5 separate regions of the Mus musculus genome follow, and regions 2, 3, 4 and 5 are each linked to region 1. A link is a contact called in public HiChIP or PLAC-seq and promoter capture Hi-C data. All regions are on one chromosome and are shown on one strand. Each heading gives the region's core, a stretch centred on a gene start, on an enhancer-like site or on the middle of the called end of the contact. The rest is flanking DNA. Distances are from core to core; before and after follow the strand shown.

Evidence for each region. Promoter capture Hi-C pulls out the DNA fragments that hold promoters and counts their contacts. HiChIP or PLAC-seq counts read pairs in DNA pulled down with a chosen protein or histone mark. Capture Hi-C pulls out chosen DNA fragments and counts their contacts.
Region 2: an H3K4me3 HiChIP or PLAC-seq map of pro-B cells shows a contact between it and region 1, with 4 times the contacts expected there. The contact joins the promoter of Suz12 here to the promoter of Ift20 in region 1. A contact is called at or near these places in 4 of 39 promoter capture datasets (hippocampal neurons, liver and pre-B cells) and 3 of 115 datasets of contacts at active chromatin or transcription factors (astrocytes, pro-B cells and thymic regulatory T cells).
Region 3: a contact with region 1 is called in a promoter capture Hi-C map of adipose tissue, with 3 times the contacts expected there. The contact joins the promoter of Utp6 here to the promoter of Ift20 in region 1. A contact is called at or near these places in 2 of 39 promoter capture datasets (hippocampal neurons and pre-B cells), 1 of 484 Hi-C or Micro-C datasets (B cells), 5 of 115 datasets of contacts at active chromatin or transcription factors (embryonic stem cells, large pre-B cells, pro-B cells and 2 more) and 2 of 9 other capture datasets (adipose tissue and liver).
Region 4: a contact with region 1 is called in a promoter capture Hi-C map of pre-B cells, with 9 times the contacts expected there. The contact joins the promoter of Rab11fip4os1 here to the promoter of Ift20 in region 1. A contact is called at or near these places in 1 of 39 promoter capture datasets (pre-B cells) and 1 of 115 datasets of contacts at active chromatin or transcription factors (embryonic forebrain).
Region 5: an H3K4me3 HiChIP or PLAC-seq map of embryonic forebrain shows a contact between it and region 1, with 6 times the contacts expected there. The contact joins the promoter of Rab11fip4 here to the promoter of Ift20 in region 1. A contact is called at or near these places in 3 of 39 promoter capture datasets (the HPC-7 cell line, embryonic stem cells and hippocampal neurons) and 2 of 115 datasets of contacts at active chromatin or transcription factors (embryonic forebrain and large pre-B cells).

Annotation. Positions count from the first base shown.
Region 1 is chr11:78,534,999-78,537,796 of GRCm38.p6, reverse strand. Ift20 (intraflagellar transport 20) reads right to left here and starts at 1,436. Exons shown (of 6, transcript NM_018854.5): 1 at 1,221-1,436. It overlaps Tnfaip1 (tumor necrosis factor, alpha-induced protein 1 (endothelial)), which reads left to right and starts at 1,537. Exons shown (of 7, transcript NM_001159392.1): 1 at 1,537-1,711.
Region 2 is chr11:79,991,757-79,994,554 of GRCm38.p6, reverse strand. It overlaps Suz12 (SUZ12 polycomb repressive complex 2 subunit), which reads right to left and starts at 1,449. Exons shown (of 16, transcript NM_199196.2): 1 at 956-1,449. The coding sequence starts at 1,235.
Region 3 is chr11:79,961,037-79,963,834 of GRCm38.p6, reverse strand. Utp6 (UTP6 small subunit processome component) reads left to right here and starts at 1,448. Exons shown (of 19, transcript NM_144826.3): 1 at 1,448-1,617. The coding sequence starts at 1,526.
Region 4 is chr11:79,621,735-79,624,532 of GRCm38.p6, reverse strand. Rab11fip4os1 (RAB11 family interacting protein 4 (class II), opposite strand 1) reads left to right here and starts at 1,370. Exons shown (of 3, transcript NR_003283.1): 1 at 1,370-1,633. All of the region lies in intron 3 of Rab11fip4 (RAB11 family interacting protein 4 (class II)), which reads right to left.
Region 5 is chr11:79,589,785-79,592,582 of GRCm38.p6, reverse strand. Rab11fip4 (RAB11 family interacting protein 4 (class II)) reads right to left here and starts at 1,371. Exons shown (of 15, transcript NM_175543.3): 1 at 1,149-1,371. The coding sequence starts at 1,307.

The DNA of each region.
Region 1 (2,798 bases), core at 187-2,686:
AGAGAGGTCAACAAAAGCCTTCAGAAAAAACAATCTGGGACCTAAACACGTCCAGAAAATCTTCTAAGAGAAGGGAGAGGGACATTGTGGGCATAGGGAAAAGCATATGGGGGCGTCCTAAGGCTGGAAGATTTTGACACAAAGGGTCCTGGGATCAAAACAGCAAGAGGGAGCAAGGCTGGCAACCGGCTATAGCTGGATGAGTAAATGAACTTGGGTTTTGTTTTGTTTGTCGAGACAGGGTTTCTCTGTGTAGCCCTGGCTGTCCTGGAACTCACTTTTGTAGACCAGGCTGGCCTCGAACTCAGAAATCCACCTGCCTCTGCCTCCCAAGTGCTGGGATTAAAGGCATGCGCCACCACACCCAGCTGAACTTGGATTATTTTTTATAATGATAACCGCTAGCAGTGGATTTCGGCAGTGCTTATTGATCAGAGTTGGAAAGATCACTCACTGCCTTGGCCAAACAGAGGGAACAGGGAAGAGCAGAATAGAGGCGTCCTTTCCAAATTTCTCACTGTGAGCCAAGCATCTCTAAGCAGGCTGCCTGCAGGTAAGTGGCACTCTGATAATGTTTGCAGAATGAATGAATTCATGTGGAAACAGAAGGCTGTAACAGAAGAAAAGATTTGAAGCCGAACGGGAGTTCAGAGATCAGATGATGTCTGAATTGACAGAATTTAGTAATGCTTAATGCAGCACTTTGGAGAAAAGTGAAGAAAGGAGCCAAACACGATTGCCATGGATCTGGATTGGACCGAGAGTATGGCTGGAAAGGACAGTTTAAAGAGATGGGTAAGATAGATATGGTACATAGCGGGCTATCAGATCCCCAGCCCACCCCTAACTCCCACCACAAATATGCTCCAGGAACGTGGGATTGAGTTTCCTAAGCATGAAGGCTGTGCCTGGCTCTACGCTCCCTGGCTCTCCCAGGTCCGCAGGCACAACAAATAGTTGTAGCTGTGGAGTTTGGAGAAGGCGTAGACACAGGAAGAACTGGGCAAATGGCGCGGCTGTCTTTACTAAATTATACTCCTGCAATGTCCGAACCTCGGTTCACCGGTGACATCGAGGGAGCCAGGCTGAGCTGAGTGTAAACCCGATCCCTAAAAACTCCGAGGTAGGGAAACCGCCGCTTTCCACCCGGTCCAGCCAATCCTCGGCGCTGGGTCACGTCGGCCTCCTCCCGTCCCAAGTCCTCCACGTCCCCGACCTACCTGACGAGCCGCCTCGGCAGCGCTCTGCGGCCCTGACGACTGTCGGTAGAAGCTTCTCTCCGGCAACTGCAACCGGCTGCTGCCACGGAGACAAGATCTAGGAGCCACACGTCACCCCCGAGTCCAGAAGCACCAGCATCCGCCCACCCTGCGGTGCTTGCTGGGAAATAGATGCAACACGCGATAACTGCCCACTAGGCCCAGAAGCCTTTGCTCAGGGGGCGGGGACTACGACACGGGAAGTAGATTTGTTCCCGAACCCGGAAGTAGAAGGAAGTCAAACGTCAAGTTTTCGACCCACTGCTAGCTCGCGCGCTGTGCATGCCGGGTCTTGTAGTCTCTTTCCCGATCTGTAGGGTTGGGCTGTAACTCCGGAGTCGGCGGGCGCAGGATGTGAGCTCACAGCCGAGATTGCAGGCAGCCGCAGGCCAGAGGTGGCACCGAGTCCGCTTGCTACTTGACTGAGACTCGGAGAGGCGTCCCCGCGGACGGTGAGAGCCAGAGGTGCGGGTGCAGAGGGGAAGGACAGGCTCTGCTGAGTCCTGGGCAAAAGGCACGGGATGGCGCGCGGGGATGAAGTTCAGGTCTTTTCTGGGGATGGGAGGCACCACGGATCTCAGTTTTTCAGAAGAGGAGGGGTGTGGCGGGAGAGCAGCCTACACTGCAACGAGAGACATGGGATGTTTCTCCATTTCCACTGGAGAGCCTTTGGGTGAAACATAAGAGCCGCTTCCACGATTTCTGACCTTTCTTGCCAAAATCAGCCTTCCCACCTCGCCGTACCTCGTGTCCTTCCTTTAGAACCCCAAGTCTTTGAACTACCGTGATCGTTTGCGCTTTGTTCTGCTTGGCTTCGCATTAGGTTCCCATAGAGACACGTGTATGTTCCCCAGCCCCAGGATTACCCCTCTATCCACAGGCGAAGTCCTGAGGAAAGAGCCCTGAAACTATCAGTGGAAACTTCATCCTCTCAGAAATTTCTTTCTAGGGCGTCACCTGCCATTGGACTCTTGGACCTAATTGGTCTGGGTGGAATCTGGTCTGACGTCATCTAGGACTCAAAGTAGCTCTTAGGAGGAAAAGAATAGATTAGCTCCGGATTTGACTTCCTCAGTTGGCAAGCCTAGTCACTTGGGTTTCTTTGATTTGGCAGAACGTGTTTATGTGCTTCCTTGATTCTGGGGAAATGGGACTGCACACAAAGTATGTGAGGAACTTGCTAAAACTTGTTGAGGAGTTGATTTTTTTCCCGCTTTGAGGTAAGGCGGTCAGTCGCTCACCAGTCTAGCATTGTAGTGTTACTGTCAGACTCCCGGAGCTCGTTTCCTCCATGTTCCATCACTGAAAGCAATTAAGCCATCAAAAGGATATGCTACTTAATATAGCACCAATATAGACCTTCCTGAAAGCCCCCCACTCCCGACCATTCCAAGGACATACTGAAATCTCTTCAGGGTCAGTTTTAGTTTAGCAAGCTGATGTATATACTTAATTCTTGTTTGAGGACCAGTGTTGTGGGTTTTACCTGTAAAACATGAGGAATAACAGGAAACGACTGAGTGTTCCGGTATTAAAGAG
Region 2 (2,798 bases), core at 200-2,699, 1.5 Mb before region 1:
TTCAAAAATCGAAATGATTTGTATTAAATTCCAATAAGAATTTCACGAAGAATCAATGAAAATGAAGGAAGAGTATTAAAACAATGTAAAACGTCTTTCCAAGCACAGCTGATACCAAAGCCCATAACATATGCCACGGATATAGTGTAAATAAAGAGATTCAACGGCAAAGCTGACTTCATTCAAGTTGCCGTAAAATACCCAGCTAGAAGATTGCTAAATTCCACTATCTACACAAAAGAGGTGCAAAACCATCAGGATATAATGCCCACTTAGTAACAATTTTATTTATAGTCATAATGTTTATAAATTCTATTGTTTGTTTCCAGGCACTGTGTGATCCCCTTTCCAAAAAAGTCAGTTTCGCCCTCCACGCATCTTTTAAAACGAAAAACCGGGATTTAAAAAAAAAATGTTCTGGAATTAAGAAACAACTCCAAGGTTGTCCACGGAGAGGACGCTTGCCCCATTCTGTCTCTCTCAGTCTACGCACCCATAAAATGGGCGGAAAGGTTTGAAAAGCTTAAAAGGTTTCAAATGCTGCGTGTTCACTCACACGCAGCCAGAGTGGGTACGAACGCATTTCAGACCCATGACAATTTCCTCGGCTTTACAACACTCATCTCCGGACAGGCTGTGTCTCGTCCCCCCGAAACCTACAACTATAATCCCTGTACTTGTGGAGTAAGGAAGACACAAACGAAAACACCAACTCGTCTCGGGATCTATATGCGCTCAGTTCAACCGTCACGTCCCCACCTCCAAGGCTGCTCTGAACCTGGGGGCCCCGGGGCGACCCTTCCGGGAGTCAGGGACCTGCTCGGGACCCCGGCGTTCCCCAGCGAGTCCTCCCTCCACTCCCAAAGCAAGTGGACTCTCCGAGAACCCGGCGGAGTGCCCCGTGCCCCGAACGCCGGAGAGGGGCACCCCTGCCCTCGAAGCCGCTCACACTCACTCTCAAAGGCCTGGAGGAAAAGCTCGTGGTCAGCCTGGACGTGCTCCATTTTCGGCTTCTTCACCGGCAACACCGCGGCCCCCGCCGCCGCCGCCGCGGCCGCCGCCGAGGAGGAGGAGGCCGAGTAACTGCCGCCGCCTCCACAGCCCCCGCCGCCGGATTTGCCGCCCGAAGCCGCCGCCGCCACCGCCGCCGCCGAACCCCCGAAGCCGCCTCCCCCGGACCCCGCGCTGGGCCCCGAGCCGCCCCCTCCCCCACCGCCGTGCTTCTGAGGCGCCATCGCGGTTCCTGCCTCCTCCCCCCGCCAGCTACCCGCCGGGCGGCCCCGGAGAGTGAGCGCGCCTGCTACACCAACCGCTCGCCCCAGCAGGCTCCAGCGGACCGAGGGGGGAAGGAGGAGAGAGGGGAGGAGAGGGGAAGGGAAGGGAGGAGGAGAGGAGGGAAGGAGGGAGGAAAAAAAAAAAGTGTCTCCTCCGAGCCCCGCTCCGCTTCGGAGGCCGCTCACCCTACCCTGGCCTCGCTCCGCCCACTTTCCCCGCCCGGCGCTCTGATTGGCCGGCGGGAGCGCGCGCCGCCGGGCCGCCCAGCCCGTTGGTCCGCAGAGTCCCCCGTCAGTCACGCGGAGGCGCTTCTCGCGGAGGCGCGGCTTGGTTGGCCCGTGCGCGCTGCCGACCGCGGGCCCGGACGCCTCTTTGAACTGAATTCGCGGGAAAATGAGGGGTCGGAGCGGCCTTCCTGCTCGTCCCGGTGCATTGTGGGCAGAGGGGGACTCGCGAGCGGCTTTGGGAGCCGTTTCTCGCCTTGAGAGCTTCGTCAGTCGCCGCCCCCAGGGGGGCAGAGGTCCCCTGGAGAGAGAGGCGGGTGACTGAGAAACTGAAGGCGAAGGGGCCTTTGAAAGGAGCGGAGGTCCACCGCGGATCCCGAGACTGTGTGGTCTCAGGAAGTGACCTGCCCCGGGGGTGCTGTGTGCTCAGTCTCATCTCCACTGAGGCAGGAGGAGATCGGATCCCCTGGCCGCCACGTGCCCCAAGCCACCCATGGCCGAAATCCCCTAGCGCAGCCACTGGGTTGTCGGACGTGAAGGGCTCGCCTACGAAAGGGAGCGACCTATTTTGTGGCGGCCGTTTCTCAGAAATTAAGGAGACTTGGTTTTGTTTTGTTAAGTGATGTGAGGTTTTGGGATTCTGTGGAATTGGGTTGTGGCTTCTCAACACGATGCGAGCAAAGTAGATACTTCATTTTCTCTGAGACAAATAGGTGATTCGAAGTAAAGACATTTCTTGAAGTTTTATTTATTGTACTGCCAAAAGCTTGTGAGGAACGCTGTGTTTTGAGTGTCTTGTTTAAAAAGATAGATAAACTGGGCGGTGGCGCACGCCTTTAATCCCAGCACTCCAGAGGCAGAGGCAGGCGGATTTCTGAGTTCAAGGCCAGCCTGGTCTACAAAGTGAGTTCCAGGACAGCCAGGGCTACACAGAGAAACCCTGTCTCGAAAAACCAAAAAAAAAAAAAAAAAAAAAAGATAAACAGACCCGACCTAAGTCTGTTGGTACAAATTGGCTTACTCTGAATAACTTGGATTTCAAGTTAGACAAAATAACCAGCTTATATTGCTTATATTTTAACTTTCTAAAAATGTTTTTATGCTCGGTGGTGGTGGCACACACCTTTAATCCCAGCACTTGGGAGGCAGAGGCAGGCAGATTTCTGATGCGAGCCTGGTCTACAAAGTGAGTTCCAGGACAGCAAGGGCTATACAGAGGAACCCTGTGCCTAAGTCTACACCAAGGTCGTATGCTGCGGTCCTTACAGCCAAAAGAGGATGTTGCCTCTCCTGGAAATG
Region 3 (2,798 bases), core at 199-2,698, 1.4 Mb before region 1:
AAAAAAAAAAAACAACAAAGAACTGTAGTTAGCTCATTACTCTCTGTCAAATTTGTCTGGAAAGGAAGGATTACAATCTGTCAGGCTTGTTGACTTCCTTGAACTTAAAGAAACGTTATAAATGCCTTACACTTGCGCATTTATTTGTTGATTTTTTTTTTTATTATTACAAGCTTCCTGCCCACACTGGACTTGCTGTTCACAGTCATCCCCATTCTGACTAATAACAACAAGTCCTGCGTTACTATTACAAGGAAACTGCATCTTTAATTTACATACATGATTTCCTTCCATGTCTCAGATCTTAGATCTGAAAGGGCTGGGAAGTGATGAAGCTCACATTGACCTTTGTGTCAGTTCTGAGGCCAGTGGGACAAGATGTGAAACAGAAAGGGAAGGAAAGCAAGGAGCTGGGTGGCTCTGGGTGACTATGAAGTCTAGTTCCCTCTCATAAATCACGTAGAAGACCGGGGTAACGACGTGAGTGTTCTAATAACAGGTCTAGCAAGAAGCCCTGCTTTGGCTTTTTATCATCTTCCAGAACTTAACAGAGAAGGGAACCACAGATTTTTTTTTTAAGGTGGTAGTAATTATACAGCAATGTTGCTTCCAAGGTGGATCTCTTAGAAACACTAATTTGCTTGGACAATGTTGTAAGGAAGATCTGTGTAAATATTGATCTATTTCACCAACTTTCAAACTTTTCATTGTTTTCTAAAACAAATGACAGTTTCTGCTATTTATCCAGTGCCTAAAATTTTGAAGTATTTTGTCTACATAGGTCAAGATATTTATTTTTAATTTAAAAACCGTGTGTGTATTCACGTGGGCGGGCACACGCGCCATAGAACGCGTGTTGAGATCAGAGGATAATTTGCAGGAGTCAGTGCTCTCCTTCTACCGAATTTAGGTTGCCAGGCTAGGTAGCACGATGGCCCTAATTATTTAAATAATACATTTTTTCTCACCATTTTAAAAAGAACCAACCATTCAGAGGCTTTCATTGGGACGTGAAAATGCACGGTTACCATACTGGTTTCGTGAAGCCAGCCGACTAAGACCAGGGCAGCTGGTCCGCAGCCTTAGAGCCTCATCGAATTTGCATAATTAACAATATCGTCTTCAGTTACATTTTTTAGTTTTCAGTGTTCTCGGTGACGAGAAGCGAGAACCTGCGACAGGAGCATGATAAAAACAAATGACTTCCAGGTAGCGTACTTAAAGCTCCTATCAGGTATTCCGGGAGGAGCTTTTTCCGGTCTCCGAGGCGCGAGGATTTAGCCCCGCCCCCAGCCCCGCCCCCGCAAAAGATGCATTCCCAGACCGGAAAAGGTTCTTGCTGCAATCCTATAGTCAACCACAGGGAGGCGACAGCGGCTTCGCTAGAAAAGAGGGGCTCCCCAATGGCGGAAGCGGAAAAGGCGGGACTTACGAAGCACGTTCAGTCAATCACTAAGAGTGAGGCTGAAAGGTGGCTGTTCTCTACGCTTATCGGCCGCCCGGCTGCTTGTGAAGTTCCAGCCTCATGGCGGAGATAATTCAGGAACGTATAGAAGATCGAATCCCGGAGTTGGAACAGCTGGAGCGCATCGGACTCTTCAGTCACGCGGAGATTAAGTGAGAGAGGATCAGGGAAGAGGAAGGAGCGGGGAGGCCGGAGGGGAGCTTGAGGCCAGTGTGTGGCGGGGACCGGCGTGCTGACTTTTCTGAGTTTGTTTGTAGCTACCATGCTAGCAGAGGGAAAAGTCCGTGGCTGGAATTTGACCACGGTCAGAATTCAACTTTAACGTATTGCAATGCGATCCATAATCAGTCCGTTTACCCTTCCTACTGACCGTCATCCAATGGTCAGGGTCTTGCGGCCGTAAAGGTGATCCAGCCAGGATCCTAGCCCGTCAAGGATACTGGGCAGTGTGAATGGCGGGAGAATTCCGATTAGAAAATGGTTATAGTTTAAAAGTTTGGGGTATACAGCTTTAGATAGTCGAGTACAGCGCCACGGAAGCCCAGGGGGAGTGGGTAGGTCTCCCTAACTAAACTTATAGACTGAAGACCATTCAATTCATTTCCTATGCTTCTTTAGCGCTCTGCCACAGGGCACGGAATATAGTTGGCATTTGGTAATTTGGTAAAATCAGTTACTTTTAGTGATTTTCTGTAACAGTTTACTTTTCTATGACTCTAGATAAAAGTGCAGTAGTAGTGTGAGTGTAGGATCCGCAAAGAAAAACGTTAGGAAACACCGCGAGGACGCTTAGAAAGTGCTAAATGTTGCCCGGAGTCAGGGCACCGGCCTTCAATCCCAGGACTTGGGAGGCAGAGGTGGGCGGATCCCTGTGAGTGCTACCTGTCTGGAAAAACAAGGGGGGCGCGGTGCTAAATGTGTTACCATTCTTAAATATTGTCTTGAGTATTCTGTTTTTCTTAGAACACATGTATGCTCACTCCTTTGTCGTAATATTTAGTTAGAGACAATTTAGGTTTTAAGAATTTACATGCTGAAAATAGACCCAAGATTTTAGGATAGAGATTTGGTTAACAAAAACCTAAGCATTGAAGCTAAGAGCATTGCAGAGTGCTTGCTTAGCATGCCAACGCCTTGAGTTTGATTCTAGAGAATGTATACATACACACACACACACACACACACACACCCCAAGACAAGCCCCTAAGTAGCCTAAATTTGGAGGAGAAATCTTTGTTAGTATGTATAAATAATAAAAAGCATTAGGCATTATTTACTTTGCTGGTGGGAACAGTAATGATCTTGGCAACTGAGGTGATTTTCCTGAAAGTTT
Region 4 (2,798 bases), core at 121-2,620, 1.1 Mb before region 1:
TGTGGTTGAGACAGTACGGATGCCACGGAAGCTGCTGGAGCCCATGGAACATGTCCCTGCTCCTGGGTACCCCTGGGGTTCTTGGCCTCAGTGCATCTCTGTTCTCCAACTTCTCACTGCAAGCTTCGTTTTGACATGTCTTTGAAACATTGGACCTCAAGGGTGAAGGGGATGCAGAGACTCGGATGATTGTGGATCCCTGATTTGTCCTTGCATTAAATCAGACCTAGCCTGGCTGGGCAAGTCCTGCTTTTTGGCCAAGAAAACTGAGGTTCTGAGATGTTGAGGGGAACTTGCTGAAGTTGTATGGGTAGTCAGTGGCCTTAGTGAGGTGCGGATCCCATTTTTAAATGACGGTACCGCCTACTCATTCTGCACCCTCCACAAAGGCTGGGCCCAAAAAGAGTCCAGGGCCACTTAGTGTCAGCCCCACATTGGGGGTTCTCTGTCCCAGGTCTGGTTCCATTGGTCCTGAATGCATTCATGGACCGGACACAGTAAAACAGTTCTGGAGCCCTCAGCGCTGGCCTTACACACACTTGGAGCCTGGTTATCCAGGTCTACCCCTAACGGTTCTCAAGCTGAGCACAGTCTGGAACCAGACTTGTACCCTGGCCCCACAGCGGCTGGACGTTTAGTCTCTGTCATCTTCAAATTGTTAGACAAAATTTACAGGTTCCCTTTGTGAGGAGCAGGCATCTGCACTAAGCAGACTGGACAGAAAGAGCCTTGCTCATGACAGTGTCTCGTGCCACTAAGACGGAAACTAAACTGCTATGTGGAAATCAGGAGGGTCTTAGCTGGTACGGTAAGGGAGTCTCCTGCTACCTTAACCCTTTCAAAATAGCAGTTTGATGCTGGCCAATCAGCTTTTTGTTCCTGTTATTCAGTTTCTTTATTCCTGTGATAGCAACACTATGTTTTAAGTTTAAATTACTGTGCTTAAGAGAAATATAAAGCAGAAATGCTTCACCAGGGGGTAGTGCATGCCTTTAATCAGGAGGCAGAGGCAGGGGGATCTCTCTCAGTTTGAGGGCGTTCTGGTCTACAGAGGGAGTTCCAGAACAGTCAGGGCTACACAGAGAAACCCTGTCTCTAAAAAACAAAACAAAACAAAACAAAACAAAACAAAACAAAAGCCTGTAACCTGTAAGGTCCACTTGCTCAAGGACAGATAACTTCCTGAAATGCTGTAGTTTATGTACGATAACAAACCACACATTTTCACTTCTGTAAACAAGCTTGGTTGCCCCAACTGCACAGGATATGCACTTGATCATGGGTAGGCGGAGGAGGTACATAGGCAGGAAGTACGTCAGGATATATGCCTGCCCCTGGTTGGACAAAGGCAGGAAGTTTGTAGCCTCGTGAGTTTTGCCTTTATAAACTCCTGACTAATGGAATTCGGGGGCCATTCTCTGAGCTTGAGTCTCAGGAATGGTCTTGGCCAGTATATTTTTTTAATTAATTTATTTATAATATATACAGCATTCTGCCTACATGTATGCCTGCAAGCCAGAAGACTTCAATATAGATAGTTATGAGCCACCATGTGGTTGCTGGGAATTGAAATCAGGACGTCTGGAGAAATAGCCAATGCTCTTAACCTCTGAGTCATCTCTCCAGCTCCCCGGTCAGTATTTAATAAACCCTGTTGTATTAGAATTAAGTCATCGTCAGATGGTGAATCTCTGAATGACCAGATCCGTTACTGTTCCCACCTTACAAAACCCACTGTCCTGTTCCTGCCCTAGATCTTGTGTTAGTCCTGTTGTCAATGAAGGACTCGAGGAAGAGAGGGAGGGAGGGAGGGAGGGAGGGAGGGAGGGAGGACGAACTTATCTTGGCTCATGGTTTCAGAGTCTCACTGGGATCCATTGCTTGGAGACTGAGGTAAGACAGAGTAACACGGCAGTAGGAATGTGTGGTAGAAGCGTCATACCTCATGGTGGGGAAGGGCAGGGTGGTGGTGGTGGTGGTGGTGAACCTGATCTACCGACTTTTCCCTTTCTTGTCCTTTCATTCCGTCTGACAGGATGGCGGGGCCTGTATATTCAGGGCACATCTCCTTTTAGTTAACCCTCTCTGAAAACACCCTCCCCAACCCACCCTGAATGGCCTTTCCTAATCTTCTAAGTCAGTGTTTCTTACCTGTGGGTTCTGACCCTTTTGGGGACACATATCAGATCCTGTATATCAGGCATTTACATGACAATTCATAACAGTAACACAATTACAGCTATAAAGTAGCAATAAAATGACCTCATGGATGTGAGTGTCACCACAACATGAGGAAAGGGTCCTAGTACTAGGAAGGTTGAGAACCATTGTTGCAAGTATGTCTCAATCTGATCAGGCTCAATTATGAGAACCTAGGTAAATAATCTAACACCAGGATATACTCAGCCCGCATAACTGCAATCTTCAACTGAATTGATACACTTCTGTCTCTTGATAGTGCCTTAGCTTTCTCCGACACGGTCTGTTTGGCCACCCTCAGCATTACCAGACACCTCATATAGCTTCCTCCCTGCCGAAGCCCAGTTGGACACCACCACGCAGAATACTATGGCTCTAGCCTTCTTCCATTTCTCAGGGAGGTGGCCTCAGGATGAGGGACTACCCAGAGCCAGAGGGGTTTTGGAGCTGACTTGGGTGAGAAACCAAAAGAGTCCTCATCCAGCCGGAAGGTTCCCTGGAGACTGTGGATAGTGCAACTTAAACTGTCTCTGTGGTACACAGCTGTGCTTGCAAACAGTCCAATGCATTATAAACAGATCATTTGGCGATAACAGCAG
Region 5 (2,798 bases), core at 122-2,621, 1.1 Mb before region 1:
AGTGGGGGCCATCCCCATGCCTGAGGTTTTCTGATTCTGGATCCCAGGTTTCCGCCCAAAGCAAGGAGAATTCTCCACACCAGCAGCCTGTAGCCTCCTGGGCTGCTCAGCCTGCTCAGGTAGAAGGTATTGGCCAAGAAGTGGGACGCTGGCATCCTCTGTAGAAGAAAGGCTGAGGTAGCAGCAGGAGATGCTCCCGAGCAAACCAGAGAGGAGATAAAGGACTTTAAGGAGAACTGCAGTAGTAAGCTGTCTGAGACTGGGGACCAGAGTCCTCACACCTGACACCTGCCTCCCTCCTCCACCTCCTGCTCTCGGGGATTTCCAGGTTCTGGCGAGTGCCCAGCCACCTAGAAAGGGGTTGTCATCACCTCCCACTTGCCATCCAGTACAGCAGTTGAAACCAAGGCCCAGAGGGTCTCAGATGACCTTAGAAACCCAAAGTTCAACCAGGTCTTTTGAATCCAGAGACGCTCAACACTGCAGGGTTTCATTAACACGGTGTCCTGCCCTTCTCTCAGACACGGATACTAGCCCCTGTGAGGATGGCAGGAGGACACTAGCCCAACGCATAGGTATTCGTTACACACTGGCAGTTCAGACCCTGCCATTTCACATTGGCTGACAGTACCCACAATTCTGCTCTCTGCCACCCATGCGGCCCAACACCAACACCAGAGGCTCAGCTAACCACTCCCGGCTTGGTCCTGCTTGGCCCTCTGCAGCCAGCACAGTCTGCTGCCAGCTAGGCCTGCCCATTTAGCTTGAGTGGAAGGTCACCAGGAACTGGACCAGAATCCAGGGTGGCCCGGAGCAGACATCCCTTCTTTTCTAGGTTGGGTAGGTACAGCTAAGGACCAGAGACTGCAGAACATCCCTGCTTATCCCTGTCACCCGTAGGCCTGGCACGGTGCACACATAGCCCTGTGACTTGGTTGTGTGTGGGAGGGGGTGCTCAGAGACTGGATTTTAAGGGCACCTCTTCCCCTCCCCAAACATCAAGGGGGATTGGAGACAGACCAGGGGGAACGGCAGGTGGGCCGGCCGGCCACCGCGGGCATGCCATGTGATCCACAGAGAGGCCCGGAATGTGACTGCGCGGGGTCCCTGCGGTTTCCCCGGCCCGGGGACGCGCCCGAGCTCCTTACCTCCTCTCCTTGCCCGAAGCGCAGGCCGAGCGCCGCGACGCGCTCCACGCGTAGAAAGCCGTCGGGGTCGCGGCCGCACACCTCGAACACTTCGCGCAGGCGGCGCACGGAGCGCAGCAGAGCCGCGGGGGCGCCCGCCCAGCCCGCGCCACCCGCCATCCGCGCCGCCGGCAGCTAGCCCAAGCCCCGCGCTGCCGCCTTCGCCATCGCGCTCGCACCGCCCGGGTCTGCGGCGCGCAGCCTCCGCCCGCGGCGGCCGCTCGTGTCAGCCGCTCGTGTCTGCCGCGCGCCGCGGGCCCGCGTGGGGGCGGGGCGGGGCGGGGCTGCAGACAAAAGGACCCGAGCCTCCCCAGGCTCCGCCCCTCCTAGACCTGAGCTGGAGTTGGGGGGTGGGGGGTGGTTGGAACTCAGCGCGGCCCGTGCACCCCGCGGCTAGCCAGTGTGCACCGGCCGCGTCCTTTGTCAGCGCTGGGTGTTGCAGGTGTTCCTTGCCTAGTATTCGATTGCTGCTTTCGCTTCCCTGGAAGCGGAGACCCCTGAGAAGCCGTTCCGCTTGTTGAAGGAAAGGGATGGGCGCAGTGTGGAGGAGCAGGGAACCTTAGAATGGTGGCGGGTGGAGGGGACTAGAAGTGGTGGTGGGAGGAAGTGTCTTCCATTAGGCTTAGTGTCAACAGGGCCCAGAAACACCGGTGGCTTGGGAACCCGTAGCTCCTGTCCTCTCTTATTTTGCTGGCAGCCTCTCAGAGCTCGGGACTCCATCCTGGGTGTGGACGACCCAACCAATTTTGCCTTCTCCTAGTGAAGTTCAACTGAGCAGAGGTCAAGCCTAGTCTCCCGTCTACCCATCAACCTTGTTCAGCACAACAGACCACTTAGGAGTGGTTGCGCCCAACTCAAGCACAGACCTTGCCTGAGCCCCCAGATATGCGCAGGCTTCTTCCTCAGTCTGTCTCACCTCAGTTCTGAGCCCTTCTTCCAAATCCCCATGCATTTCTAAAACTTTGCTAGGGTGTGCATGGTGGGAAACTCTAAGGGTTATGCTATGTCTTAGTGTCCTCATGTTTTTGATCTCTGGTCAAGTGTGAGCCCAGAGCAATTCAGTGGTGTGAACAGGGAGTGCAGGGGACTTGTACCCAGTTTGGCACAAGGACCACACAGGGCCTCCCTCTCTGAGCCTCCAATTCCATTCTGGTCTTCAGGATGAGTCTTAAATATGGATGTCCTGAGTGGCGACTGCTTAGTCTCCCCTGGAGTCAGGACTCCAAGGGTGAGCCAGGCTGTCCCCCCATTTGATGCTTTACTCTTCCAGAGGTCCAATCTCCCTGGGAAGAAAGCCTTGTGGCTTTAAGGATCAGAGTCTACCGTGTTCATGGAGTCAACCACTAGAGAGGGGAGGTGTACCGTCCTGAAAAGTGATTTTTGTTTTTGTTTTTGTTTTTCTTTTCTTGGTAGGTGGATGCCTCTCTGTGAGGTACTAACACATGAATGAATGAATGAATGAATGAATGAATGATAAATGGAAAGCAGGTTGCAGCTGGGGCCTGCCCCCTGGTGGGAGCTGCAAAAATGTCTCTCAGAGCCCACCCTGGTAACACAACCTGGAAAGCAAGAGACCTTCCTTGCTCACCTCAACTGCTCTACGTGAGGCCT